2 separate regions of the Macaca mulatta genome follow, and region 1 is linked to region 2. A link is a contact called in public Hi-C data. All regions are on one chromosome and are shown on one strand. Each heading gives the region's core, a stretch centred on a gene start, on an enhancer-like site or on the middle of the called end of the contact. The rest is flanking DNA. Distances are from core to core; before and after follow the strand shown.

What was found. Hi-C and Micro-C count contacts between places; a contact is called where the count stands out from the background.
Region 1: a contact with region 2 is called in a Hi-C map of fetal cortex germinal zone, with 2.1 times the contacts expected there. The contact joins the promoter of RTN4RL1 here to the enhancer-like site in region 2. A contact is called at or near these places in 5 of 14 Hi-C or Micro-C datasets (cortical neurons, fetal cortex germinal zone, fetal cortical plate and 2 more).

What each region holds. Positions count from the first base shown.
Region 1 is chr16:3,573,968-3,580,306 of T2T-MMU8v2.0, reverse strand. RTN4RL1 (reticulon 4 receptor like 1) reads left to right here and starts at 5,054. Exons shown (of 2, transcript XM_015118194.3): 1 at 5,054-5,535. The coding sequence starts at 5,523.
Region 2 is chr16:3,459,817-3,466,292 of T2T-MMU8v2.0, reverse strand. No RefSeq gene overlaps it. Among named protein-coding and RNA genes, the nearest start is that of RPA1, 84 kb to the right of the region's middle. Within about 2 kb of position 2,047, at least 9 of the 40 cell types and tissues checked have an H3K27ac peak or open chromatin away from gene starts, as enhancers often do. A contact at or near this core is called in cortical neurons, fetal cortex germinal zone and fetal cortical plate, where this site is marked.

The DNA of each region.
Region 1 (6,339 bases), core at 3,805-6,304, 110 kb before region 2:
TGTGGGGCCACGTTCCCTACCTAGGGGGACCCCACTGTCCGGCAGGACAGAACTCAGGGACCACCAGCCCAACTCCAAGTTGAGAGTCTTGGTGCAGGTTTCTGGATCGTCCTTATCACCTTAAAAAAATTTTTTTTTTTTTTTTTTGAGACAGGATCTTGGTCTGTCGCCCAGGCTGGAGTGCAGTGGTGCGATCATTGTTCACAGCAGTCTCAATCTTATGGGCTCAGGCCATCTTCCTGCCTCAGCCCCCTGAGTACCCAGGACCACAAACGTACGTTCAGTTAAGTTTTTTGTTTTTTGTTTTTAATAGAGATAAGGTTTCACTGTTTTGCCCAGGCTGGTCTTGAACCTCTGGACTCAAGCAATCCTCCCACTTTGGCCTCCCAAAGTGCTGGGATTACAGATGTGAGCCACTGCACCCAGCCCTTATCACCTTTAGAATCCACCGTGTAGGCCGGGCGCGGTGGCTCAAGCCTGTAATCCCAGCACTTTGGGAGGCCGAGACGGGCGGATCACAAGGTCATTAGATCGAGACCATCCTGGCGAACACGGTGAAACCCTGTCTCTACTGAAAAAATACAAAAAACTAGCCGGGCGAGGTGGTGGGCGCCTGTAGTCCCAGCTACTCAGGAGGCTGGGGCAGGAGAATGGCGTAATCCCGGGAGGTGGAGCTTGCAGTGAGCTGAGATGCTGCCACTGCACTCCAGCCTGGGCGACAGAGGGAGACTCCGTCTCAAAAAAGAAAAAAAAAAAAAAAATCCACCGTGTAGACCCTGTAGAAGGTTCACATGGACGAAACTGCACCTTTGGGGAAAGCCCACAGCCTGAGGGTGCTTTCCTGGGAGGGTGGGCAGTTGAGGACTGTGATGTCTAACCCTTCTGGACCCTGGCCAACCTTTGCCTTGCCCCTCAGGGCTAGTCTTTCTCCTGATCACTGACAGAGCCCAAGAGACCCCAAAGAGAAGACAGCCAGTGAAACGGCTTTGACCTTTGGAAGAGCAAAGTACCTGCAGGACTGGCCCTCAGCAGACTGCCCCGCAGAACAATGGTCTGTCAGGGCTGACGGTCTACCCAGTCCCCTGGCGTCCTCCTCTTCTGTCTGTGGTGGTGCTGTGAGCACAGCTAGCCCTTTAAGTCAGCTCTGTGGCCTTGGGCTCCCCCAGAGGCCCTCCCTGCTTGGAAACCCCTAATTAAGGTGCAGGGAGAAGTGAAAACAAGCAGCCAGAGACAGGCCCTGCCTGGGAGGCTGCCCAGGGAGGAGAAATGGCCGGGCAGGCGGGGAGTGATCACCAAGGGTCAGTGCTCTGCCCCTCAGGCCATCAGCACTCTTAGGACAGGTAGCTGTAGACAGAAACATGACCACTGTGGGTCCCAGGAACACTCCCCTCCACTCGACAAGCGTCCAGACTGGACCTTCCCATCTCCCCTCAACTTCTTCGGATCCCCAGGGTGCAAGATCTGAATTCCAGGAGGTCACTCAGCCCCTCCTTTCTCAGGACTCCACTGCCCAGCCTGTGGACAGCCTTAGCTCTGGCTGCAGCATCGAGTTTCAAAGGGAAAGGATTGGCTCCAGCTGAGCAATGGCTTCTCCCTAGCAGGCGCCATATCCCTTGGGACCTTTCCCTCATCAGAGGTGGGGCCTGTGGATGGCAAAGGTCCCATCCTCTTGTAACATCACCCCGCATCCACTGTGCCTAATGAACTGCTCTGGCACCCATTAGGAAGCCAGATGATGCCTAGGAGAACTGGACGTGAAGAACAGATGTGAGAATGCTTCCTCAAGACCCCATAGTGCAGGACATTGGGGGCTGCCATTCAGCTTGGGCCGAGGACACCTCCATCTGTCTGTGGGGGTCTCCCTGCCTGAGTTACTCAGCAGTCTGAGTAATTACTGCCTGACAAGAAGGCGGGCACAGCGCACCCCCACATTCCACCACAACACCCGCCTTCACTCGTCCCCACCCCCTGGCTGGACTCCAAGGCAGCACCCAGCCCTCCTGAGGCCTGAAATAACTCTGCTTCTCACACTCACGCCCAGCCCCAGCCAACTTTTCCTAAGATGCTAGAGTTTGTGGGCTAGGGGGTCATGGGGAGGCGGCTTGGGGAGGTGGAAGGAGGATTATCCCACATTCAGTCCCTGAATCAGGCCCACACTTTATCGCTGATCTGTGATGTGACGTTGAGCAAGTTGTTCATCCTCTCTGGGCCTCGGTGTACTGACAGAGGACCTCTCAAGCCCCCAGTGTCAGGGCTCAGGCAGGCAGTGGGGTCAGCACTGCCGTGCAGCTGGTGGCTAAGAGAAGGAATGCCTCACCTTCTGTTCCTACCCCAAGAAGGACCAATCCTTTTTCGTTGTTTTTAACTGCTCCTGTGGCCATGGGCAGTGTGCCCAGAGTAGCAGCCATCAATCTTTTTTTATCTTTAAACATTTTTTTGAAATAGATATGGAGTCTAACTATGTTGCCCAGGCTGCTCTCGAACTCCTGGCCTCAGGCAATCCTCCCACCCCAGCCTTTCAAAGTGGTGAGATGATAGGTGTGAGCCCATGGTCCTCAGGAAGGACCAATCTTATTCATCTTCAGAACAAGGTTACTTCTCACCTTCAAGCATCTGCATGGAATGCCCTTCCCCCTTCTCAATGTGGTGAACTCAGCTCTCAAGACCTAACTCCAAGGGCACCTCTTCTGTGACTGTTTCCTGATTATCCCATAGTCCCTGGCAGAGCTAGCAGAGCCCTTTCTCAGTCTTTGTGACTTCTGTCAAACTCTAAGATGGTTTGTGGGTCTTTCTTCTCCCACGACACCTGAAGCTTCTGGAAGCCCAAGCCCAGAGCCTTAGCTCAAATCTGAAGCTTCAGTGCCACCAAATGCATGTTTGAGTGAATACGTCAGACTGGCCTTCTTTTTTTTTGTTTGTTTTGTTTTGGTTTTTTTTGAGACAGAGTCTCGCTCTGTTGCCCAGGCAGGAGTGCAATGGTGTGATCTTGGCTCACTGCAACTTCCATCTCCTGGGTTCAAGAGATTCTCCTATAGCCTCCCAAGTAACTGGAATTACAGGTGTGTGCCACCACACTTGGCTAATTTTTGTATTTTTAATAGAGACAGGGTTTCACCCTGGCCAAGCTGGTCTTGAACTCCTGACCTCAAGTGATCTGCTCAGCTCGGCCTCCCAAAGTGCTGGGATTACAGGTGTGAGCCACCGCGCCCAGCCTGAACTTTTTTTTTTTTTTTTTTTTTTGAGATAGAGTCTCGCTCTGTTACCCAGGCTGGAATGCGGTGGCACGATCTCAGCTCACTGCAACCTCTGCCTCCCGGGTTCAAGCGATTCTCCTGCCTCAGCCTCCCGCGTAGCTGAGCCTACAGATGCATGCCACCATACCCAGCTAATTGTTGTATTTTTAGTAGAGATCGGGTTTCACCATGCTGTCCAGGCTGGTCTCAAACTCCTGACCTCGTGATCTGCCTGCCTCCACCTCCCAAAGTGCTAGGATTACAGGTGTGAGCCACCGTGCCCAGCCCTGACCTTTTTGACCTTCCCATCATGTCACCTTTTCCTACAAGGAGGGATTCAATTGGATTTCTGCTTGGATGTCACCTGCTCAGAGCAACTTTCCTTCACTGCCACCCCTACCCCTGTGTCAGCTTCAGAATAATATTCTGCTTGTTTTCTTCTAAGCACCATCTTCCCATCTTCTCTGGACTTTCCTCATTTGGTCCCTATTAAAATGGAAACTCGGCCGGGCGCGGTGGCTCACGTCTGCAATCTCAGCACTTTGGGAGGCCCAGGCGGGCGGATCACGAGGTCAGGGGATCCAGACCATCCTGGCTAACGCAGGGAAACCCCGTCTCTACTCAAAATACAAAAAATTAGCCGGGCGTGGTGGCGGGCGCCTGTAACCCCAGCTACTTGGGAGGCGGAGGCAGGAGAATGGCGTAAACCCGGGAGGCAGAGCTTGCAGTGAGCTGAGATCCGGCCACTGCACTCCAGCCTTGGCGACAGAGCCAGACTCCATCTCAAAAAAAAAAAAAAAAAAAAAAGGAAACTCCTTGAGGACAGGGCAAAGACAAGCCTTTTTCGTCTGCTGAATTTTTAGCCACGGCAGTGCCCCACACATGCTGAGCCTTCGGTGAATGTGTGTTGAATGAGAGCCTTGGTCCATCCACTTTTCCTTCCCTTCGAATCCCTCTGATCTCAGGCCAGCAGAGGGTGCCGCCTCCACCCAGGATCTCGCCTGGCCCGAACCTTCTCTTCCCTCAGCCCAACAGGCCCCTGCGGGACCCGCTTTCCAAGGGGCGTCTCCTCTATTTTCCGCAAACCCCTGGAGGGGTCTGTGTGGACCAAGGGAGATCAGAGACCCCCCCCACCCGACCCAGGCGGAGACAGCCCACCCGAGCCCGCACGGGTCCTTCCTTCTCCCTGGAATTTGCAGCTGACCCTTCCCGAATGGCTTGCTCCTCTCCTCTCCCCACAAAAGAACAGTGTCCTGGGACTCGGGGTGCGGGGCAGCCGGGTTCGCTGGAGCTGCTCAGTGCGGGGAAGAGCCGTCGAGACTGGGAGAAGGGGCGCTGGCCAGGGAGGAGACGGGGCAGGGAGCGCACTCGCGATCCAGACTCTGGGCGGTCCTCGCGTCCCAGCCGCCTCTCCCGATGACCTCCAGCCGCGAAGGGCGAGCGGGCGGGGGCTGGGCTGCGGGTTCGGGCTCCGGGAGGCCTGCGGGGCCGGGGAGGGGCGTGGAGTGGCCCGAGGACCGGCTTGGGGACTGGGGCAGGTGCCTGGACGGACGCCGGCCGAGGATCTTCCCCGGGGGCGGGTGCAGTGAAAACACCTTGGGAGGCGGCGCCGCGCGGCTGAGCGCTGCTGCCCTGGGAATAGGACGGCGCTCGGCACTGCGAGCTGAGAGCACTTTCATAAATTTTGTATGGGAGGCGCTCCGTGAGCGGGGGCGGGGAGCGGAGCGAGAGGGAGGGAGCTAGCGAGCAAAGGAGGGAGGGAGGAGGAGAGGAGGGGGAAGCCGGGGTGGGGGGGAGGAAGGGAGGCGCCCCGCTCCGCCGATCGCTCGGTCCTGCAAACGCGCGCCGGGCGCTTTCCCCGGAGCTCGGCGGTGCGTGCGAGCGCCCTTTTGCAGCAGCCGCGGCGGCGGTGGTCCGAGGGGGCGGAGAGGAGGGGGCTGCGACCGGCCGGCCAGGGGGCGGCGTCCCCCCTCAAAACCGCCTGCAAAGTGCTCCGGGTGGCAGAAGCAGGCCGCCGGCTCCGCGGAGCAAGCCGCTCGCCCCGGGGCTGAGCAAGCGCGCGGGGCTGCCGGGCAGCACCACGGTTGCTTGCGGGCGCCGGTGTCCTCGGCGCGGGGCTGGAGCTCACCATGCCCCTGAGGGGCCGGGCCACCGGGCACGAGCGGATCCCCGGCTTGCCCCCGCCTCAACGCGCTCGGATTAGCTGCAGCTGGCGCCCAGGGATTTGAATCTGGACCCCGGGAGGGAGTGCGCCTAGGCCGACCTCGGAGCGGCGGCCCCGTGGCCAACATGCTTCGCAAAGGTGAGTTGGAGCCGCAGGGGCAAGTTGAAGTTGAATGCGCTCAGGAAAGAGCCGTGAGCCCTGGAGCCGCCCGGCGCTGGGGCTCTCGATCCGGGAAGTAGCCCCCGGCGGGCTGGTGGGTTTTGCCGGGCGCACCCGCCGAGGGGCTGCTGCTGGGGCTCAGCTCCCGTCGGTGGCCAGTTGTGAGACACGGGGTTTGCTCCATGGATCGAGTGGCCAGGCCTAGAGATCAGGCCCGGAGGGGTCAGTCGGAGACCAGAGTGAGCGGCCGGTGGTGGAAGGGGAGCCGGCCTCCTGGGACCTTTGCTTTGCTGTGATAAAGTTTTGCACTTGCAGGCTCCATCCCCTGCGCGGGCACACGCCCTTGCTTCTGCCGCTTTGTGGAGGCCGAGTCCGCACGGCGCTCCTGTGCAGCCAGCGGTCAGTGACCGCGCGGCCCGGGCGCTCCCCGCGCGCCCTAGCTCCCCAGACGAGGCCCGGACGCGGACGTCTTCTCTGCAGTCCTGCTCTGATCCCCAGGGATGGGCTCTGGGCACCCAGCTGCTGAGGGTGGGGAGCAGCCAGCGCCTGATGTCCAGTTCCTCAAACTTTCCTTATGCTGGGAGTGGAGGGACGCGAAGGCCGTGCCGCCAGTGTGCGCGACCGGTGCCCAGCTCAACTTGAGGACAGCTGGCTTCGCGACCACCTTAGCTAGACGCCCCGGCAGCCTGGCCCAGTACCGAGCGCGGCAAAGTTGGTGCGGGCACCGGGGAAGTTCCGCCGCGGCCCCACGTGGTTGCCACGCTGGGCGCCGTCCCCCGGGCC
Region 2 (6,476 bases), core at 798-3,297:
CTCTACTAAAAATACAAAAAATTAGCTGGGCATGGTGGTGGGTGCCTGTAGTCCCAGCTGCTGGGGAGGCTGAGGCAGGAGAATGGCATGAACCCGGGAAGCGGAGCTTGCAGTGAGCTGAGATTGCACCACTGCACTCCAGCCTGGGTGACAGAGCGAGACTCCGTCTAAAAAAAAAAAAATTGGGGCCTAGCACAGTGGCTCAGGCCTGTAATCCCAGCACGTTAGGAGGCTGAGGTGGGCAGATCTCAAGGTCAAGAGATCAAGACCATCCTGGCCAACATGGTGAAACCCCGTCTCCACTAAAAATACAAAAATTAGCCGGGCGTGGTAGCGGGCGCCTGTAGTCCCAGCTACTCAGGAGGCTGAGGGAGGAGAATTGCTTGAACCCGGGAGGCGGAGCTTGCTGAGCCGAGATGGTGCCACCGCACTCCAGTCTGGGCGACAGAAGGAGACTCCGTCTGAAAAAAGAAAAAGAAAAAAAAAATTGGGCCTTTTCCTGTCAGAAGTTCCCTCTCTCTCACTAGAGACAGAGAGCTGTTTACCTTTCTCCTGTCTCTTTCTTTTGTCTATTAAACCTCTGCTCCAAACATATATATTTTTTGTTTTCAGTTAATGATATTCATTTTACCTATTTAGGTAAAGTTTTCACATATTCAAACAATTTTGATAAAGAAAAAAATAAAGCTTCCAAGAGGCACAAAGGAAGGAATAGTCCTTTTTTTTTTTTTCTTGGATATTTCTGAATGAAACTTAAGGATTTTAAACATCATTATATCATTGAACTGAGAAATGGAAAATGAGAAGTGTTTGCCCAGGTGCAGGGTTTATGGCCAGAATCCCCCTAACAAGGTTGGGGAGATGAAGAAGGAGGTGTCCACAAACCTCCTGGAATTCAATGCAGGGCCCCTGGAATGTGCAGGTTTCCAGAGCGAGCTTTCTTTTTCTTTCTTTCTTTTTTTTTTTTGAGACACAGTTTCGCTCTGTCACCAGGCTGGAGTGCCATGGCATGATCTCGGCTCACTGCAACCTCTGCCTCCTGGGTTCAAGCGATTCTCCTGCCTCAGCCTGCCGAGTAGCTGGGACTACAGGTGCCCGCTACCACACCCGGCTAATTTTTTGTATTTTTAGTAGAGACGGGGTTTCACTGTGTTAGCCAGGATGGTCTTGATCTCTTGACCTTGTGATTCGCCCACCTTGGTCTCCCAAAGTGCTGAGATTACAGTCGTGAGCCACCGTGCCAGGCCAAAAGCTTTTTTTTTTTTTTTTTTTAATTTTTTTGAGATAGAGTCTCAATCTGTTGCCCAGGCTGGAGCACAGTGGCACCATCTCAGCTCACTACAACCTCCGCCTCCCGGGTTCAACTGATTCTCCTACCTCAGCCTCCCCAGTAGCTGGGATTACAGGCATCCATCACCACGCCTGGCTAATTTTTGTATTTTTAATAATTTTGTATTTTAGGGGTTGGGTTTCACCATGTTAGCAGGCTGGTCTCAAACTCCCGACCTCAAGTGATCCACCTGCCTCGACCTCCCAAAGTGCTGGGATTACACGTGTGAGCCAACTGTGCCCGGCCTTTATTATTAATTATTGTTATTTATTAATTAATTTTATGTTTTTGAGACGGGGTCTTGCTCTGTTGCCCAGGCTGGTCTCAAACTCCCGGGCTCAAGCGAACCTCCTGCCTCTGCCTTGTTAGCTCGGCCCACAGGTGCATGCAGGCCCCACACGGCCTTTTCATCAGATCCTGAAAAAGGCTGAGAACTGGCCCAGACTCCTTCCCTTCACCCTCCGCAACGCCGCCCCCCACCTGGCACGTAGGTGGCGCTCTGCCTGGGGATGACGAGTTCTCGGCTCTCCTGGCAGAACTGGCTTGTGGAACAGCCAAGGCCGCGGCGGAAAATGTCTTTCTTGACCAGCTTGTCCTTGTGACCAATTTGGTTTCAACCCAATCGTCTACGCCTCCACTCTGTCACACAAGGAAAATGGGGGGAGGGAGTGGGGGAAATGGATGGAGCGGCTGGTTCCAGAAGACGCCGGCAACGGAATTTTAAACCCAGGCAATCTGCTTCCTTGTCATCCTAAAAGCTGTGGCAACTGGCAGGCTCCAAGCTCTCTGGAACACTGGCTTCCAAATGCTAGTTTGGAGACAAGGGGAGCCTGTGATTGCGATTTTACCGATTTGCAACGAAACATTAATGTAGGGAGTTTTTGCTAAGCCAAATTTATTCCATCTAAAGATAATCCTTTATTCTGAAATCATGTCCTTGTTTTTTTTTTTTTTTTCCTTTGGTTTGGGGAGGGAGAAGGGTGTTCTAAAAAGATCTTTCTTTGGCCGGGCGCAGTGGCTCACGCCTATAATCCCAGCACTTTGGGAGGCCAAGGCGGGTGGATGACCTGAGTTCGGGCGTTCGAGACCAGCCTGGTCAACATGGCGAAACCCCGTCTCTACAAAAAATACAAAAAAATTAGTCAGGCCTGGTGGCGGGTGCCTGTAATCTCAGCTACTTGGGAGGCGGAGGCAGAAGAATTGCTTGAACCGCGTGGTGGAGGTTGCAGTGAGCCAAGATCGCATCATTGCACTCCAGCCTGGGTGACAGAGTGAGACTCTGTCTTAAAAATATGTATATTTATTTCTTTTCTGAACCAACAGGACTGGTGCATAGCAGCTGCTGTGTCTTGGGGTCTCTCATTGGCCAAACAAAATGCTGGCAACCCAAGGCAAGCCCTCCACATTATTTCTGGAACCCTACTGCTCTGTGGAATGCAGAAACTCTGGGAATGGTGATTTTGGAGGAGTCTGGCAGTGTGGCCCTTTTGCCTTATGCTGTGCCCAGCCCCGACCCAACACCACTCTGGCCAATGGCTCTGCTCACCTGTGCCAGCTCCGTGCGCACGGCCTCCTTCCTCTTCATTACCTGCCTTCCATTATTTGCAGATAAGTGTCTGCAATAACCAGCCTGTTACCCTTAGACAATTACATTCTCTTTTTCTTTTTTTTGAGACAGAGTCTCACTCTGTTGTCCAGGCTGGAGTGCAATGGTGTGATCTCGGCTCACTACAACTTCCGCCTCCCAGGTTCAACCAATTCTCCTGACTCAGCCTCCCAAGTAGCTGGGATTACAGGCACCTGCCACTACGCCCAGCTAATTTTGTATTTTCAGTAGAGACAGGGTTTCACCATGCTGACCAGCCTAACCTTGAACTCCTAACCTCAGGCGATCTGCCTGCCTTGGCCTCCCAAAGTGCTGGGATTACACTCATGAGCCACCGCGCCCAGCCGACAGTTATATTCTTCTATCAGCAAACATTGATATTCTTTTGTTACATCTTTTAATGAAGCTGACATTAGGGAGATGTTTTCTTTTCTTTTCTTTTTTCCTTTTTTGTTTTTGAGACGGAGTCTCTCTCTGTCGCCCAGGCTGGAGTGCAGTGGCGTGATTTCGGCTCACTGCAACCTCTGCCTCCTGGGTTCCCGCCATTCTCCTGCCTCAGCCTCCCGAGTAGCTGGGACTACAGGTGCCTGCCACCACGCCCGGCTAGTTTTTTGTATTTTCAGTCGAGAGGGTGTTTCACTGTGTTAGTCAAGATGGTCTCAATCTTCAAACCTGGTGATCCGCCTGCCTCACTCTCCCAAAGTGCTGGGATTGCAGGCGTGAGCCACCGTGCCCGGCCTATTTTCATAAAGTCAAATGGCTGCCTTTTAAGAGGGTTTGGGTTCCAGGTTAATGTTTCAAAACCTTCACTAGGGGATGGGTGTTTGGTGCTGATGGTGGAAGCAGAAAAGGAGTTAGGAGGACTTCCTCCCTGTTGATCCAAGAAGAGCTGCTTTGAGAGGTCAGATCCCCAGGGGACCCAGTACAGCATGCCAGCCCCTCCCCAAGCTAATGAGCTCTAAAAGTATCAACACGATGAGCTCAGCCCTGCGGTGAAATCATTCAGACGTGTTGCTCTCATAGCTGTGGCTGCCTCTTACTGACCACAGCTTAAATCCTCCCTCCCTGCAGCCTCCTCGGGGGACCTCCAGAGCTAATCACTTCAGGGAGCTTCACTGAAATGTGCTCCTGGGCTGGGCGCAGTGGCTCACGCCTGTCATCCCAGCACTTTGGGAGGCCGAGACGGGCGGATCATGAGGTCAGGAGATCGAGACCATCCTGGCTAACACGGTGAAACCCCGTCTCTACTAAAAAATACAAAAAACTAGCCAGACGAGGTGGCAGGCGCCTGTAGTCCCAGCTACTCGGGAGGCTGAGTCAGAAGAATGGCGTGAACCCGGGAGGTGCAGTGAGCTGAGATCCGGCCACTGCACTCCAGCCTGGGCGACAGAGCGAGACTCCGCCTCAACAACAACAACAACAAAATGTGCTCCTCCCCCTGGGCTACTCATAAAAGCTTTATCGTGGGTGAAGCCTGACCCAGATGGAACAGCAGCATCTCCCAGGTCAGGGGGCCAAAGGCGCTAGCCGAGGCAGGATCTAGGCTTACAGAAATAACTCGGTTACTATTAAAAAGCCGGGGGCGGGGGAAGAGGCTGTAATTTTATCTCTTCCTGCGTGCCCCTCTCTTTACGGTTTGGGCCTGACCTGGTGACTATTTGTACTTGAGTCACTCACTGTGGGCCAGACAACATCAAGATGCAATTTCTTTCAAAGTTAGAAAAAAAGATAAATAAACGGAAGCCTGCTCCTGCTGGGTTTATAAAGAGCTGTTTTCTTCCTGAGCTCTATGGCATGGTGGCTCCAATCTGAAATTTCTTTTTAATCATAGCAGGAGTCCCAATTAGCATGTTGGGTAATCTTTCAAGTAGAACTGGGAGTTCCGTGACCATAGAGAGCCGAGGAAATGTTATGCGTGAAGCTCTGGAGGGAGAGGGCTGAGAAGGCCGTGCTGTCAGGCTCGTGCACACACGTATGTCAATCAATGTGCATTTGCAGGCTGGATCCCAGTCCCAGTTGCAGGCATGTGCACCCTGGGTTTCTTGACCCCCAGTTCTATCATACCAAGACCAGAAGGATTGTATGGAGTGTACATAGTGTTGCCTTCGGTGCAGAAACCCCAACTCTGCCCCGTCCGTAAGCCAGCATGCCAACACACAGGCCACGCACGCATACCTACCCCTTCCCCCTGAGAACACAGGGCAGGAACCAAGCTGCATGTGCCAGGCTGTGGCGCAGAGTTTGGGGCGCCCCCGGCTCTCCGTGAGATGGGCCGCAGCCCCGGACTCAGCTGGCACCGGGGCCCAGCTCCGATCCGGCACGCCGCTGACCTACTTTCCTTTGTTGTTGTTTTTGGAAGTGCTGATGTCGATGCAGAACTCAGCAGAGAGGCTGAGTGAGAAAAAAAAAAAAAAGAGAAGGGGGTAGAGAGAGAAGAAGGGAAAGAATGAAGGGGAGGGAGAGCGCCAGATAGGGATGGTGGTGGCAAGTTCCCTGCTACAGGGCTAACTGCCTACTGCCACTGTCCCTACAGGGCCTGCCCAGTGGGGCTGGGAGCAGCCTGGGCCCTGTGGGCTGAGTAAACAGGCAAGAGGCTTCTTCCCCCTCTCAATGCACAAGGGGCAGGAGGAGCTGCCCAGGCAGGCATGCCCAGAGGTGCCTTCCCTCAGAGAAGGAGCCAGGCGCGTCGGGCACCTCCCCGTGCTCTCCCCAGGTGCCTGGAGGTGCCGGGTGTGCCTCCATCTGTCACGCCATCGGAAGATGCTGAGCGAGCCGCAGCCACCCTGACGGCTGGGACTCGGTGGAGGCTCCCCACACTTGCTGGGGCTGGAAGAAATTGGCCTTTGGGGATTCTGAAGGCAGCTTCCTCTATTCTCTTGTTCCTTGGTAACCCACATGACAGAGCTCGGCCGGTAACTGGCCTGCTCACACCTCCCGTTCACAGGTGCCCCAGGAGACTGGCAGGGATTGGGGCGAGAGGAGCCCAAGACTGCCCCAAATGTACTGCAGAGGACTGTTCAACACGCTGCCCGCCCCCCTGGGGTCTGAATATCGCCCCTTCCTCGCTGCCTGACTTTCCCATGCTACAGTTGAGGTTGAACTCTGGCCCTGGGATGACAAAGACTCTGCCCTTTCCACCCATTCGCAGAGCCCAGCTGCTCCTCCAGTGTCCCTGCACCAGCTGCTACACGGAACCGCGGCCGGAGCCTCAGGCTGAACCCCTCCTCCGGACACTTGGCCAACAGTTTCTTAATGATCAAACCATTTCAGATCCACACTCCTGAAACTCAAGGTTATAAGCCTTGTGATTCCACCTACGCCACACAGCGCCCCAGCCCGGGCTTTTGTTTTTTTTGTTTGTTTGTTTGTTTGTTTTGAGACGGAGTCTCGCTCTGTGGCCCAGGCTGGAGTGCAGTGGCCGGATCTCAGCTCACTGCAAGCTCCGCCTCCCGGGTTCACGCCATTCTCCTGCCTCAGCCTCCCGAGTAGCTGGGAGTACAGGCGCCGCCACCTCGCCCGGCTAGTTTTTTGTATTTTTTT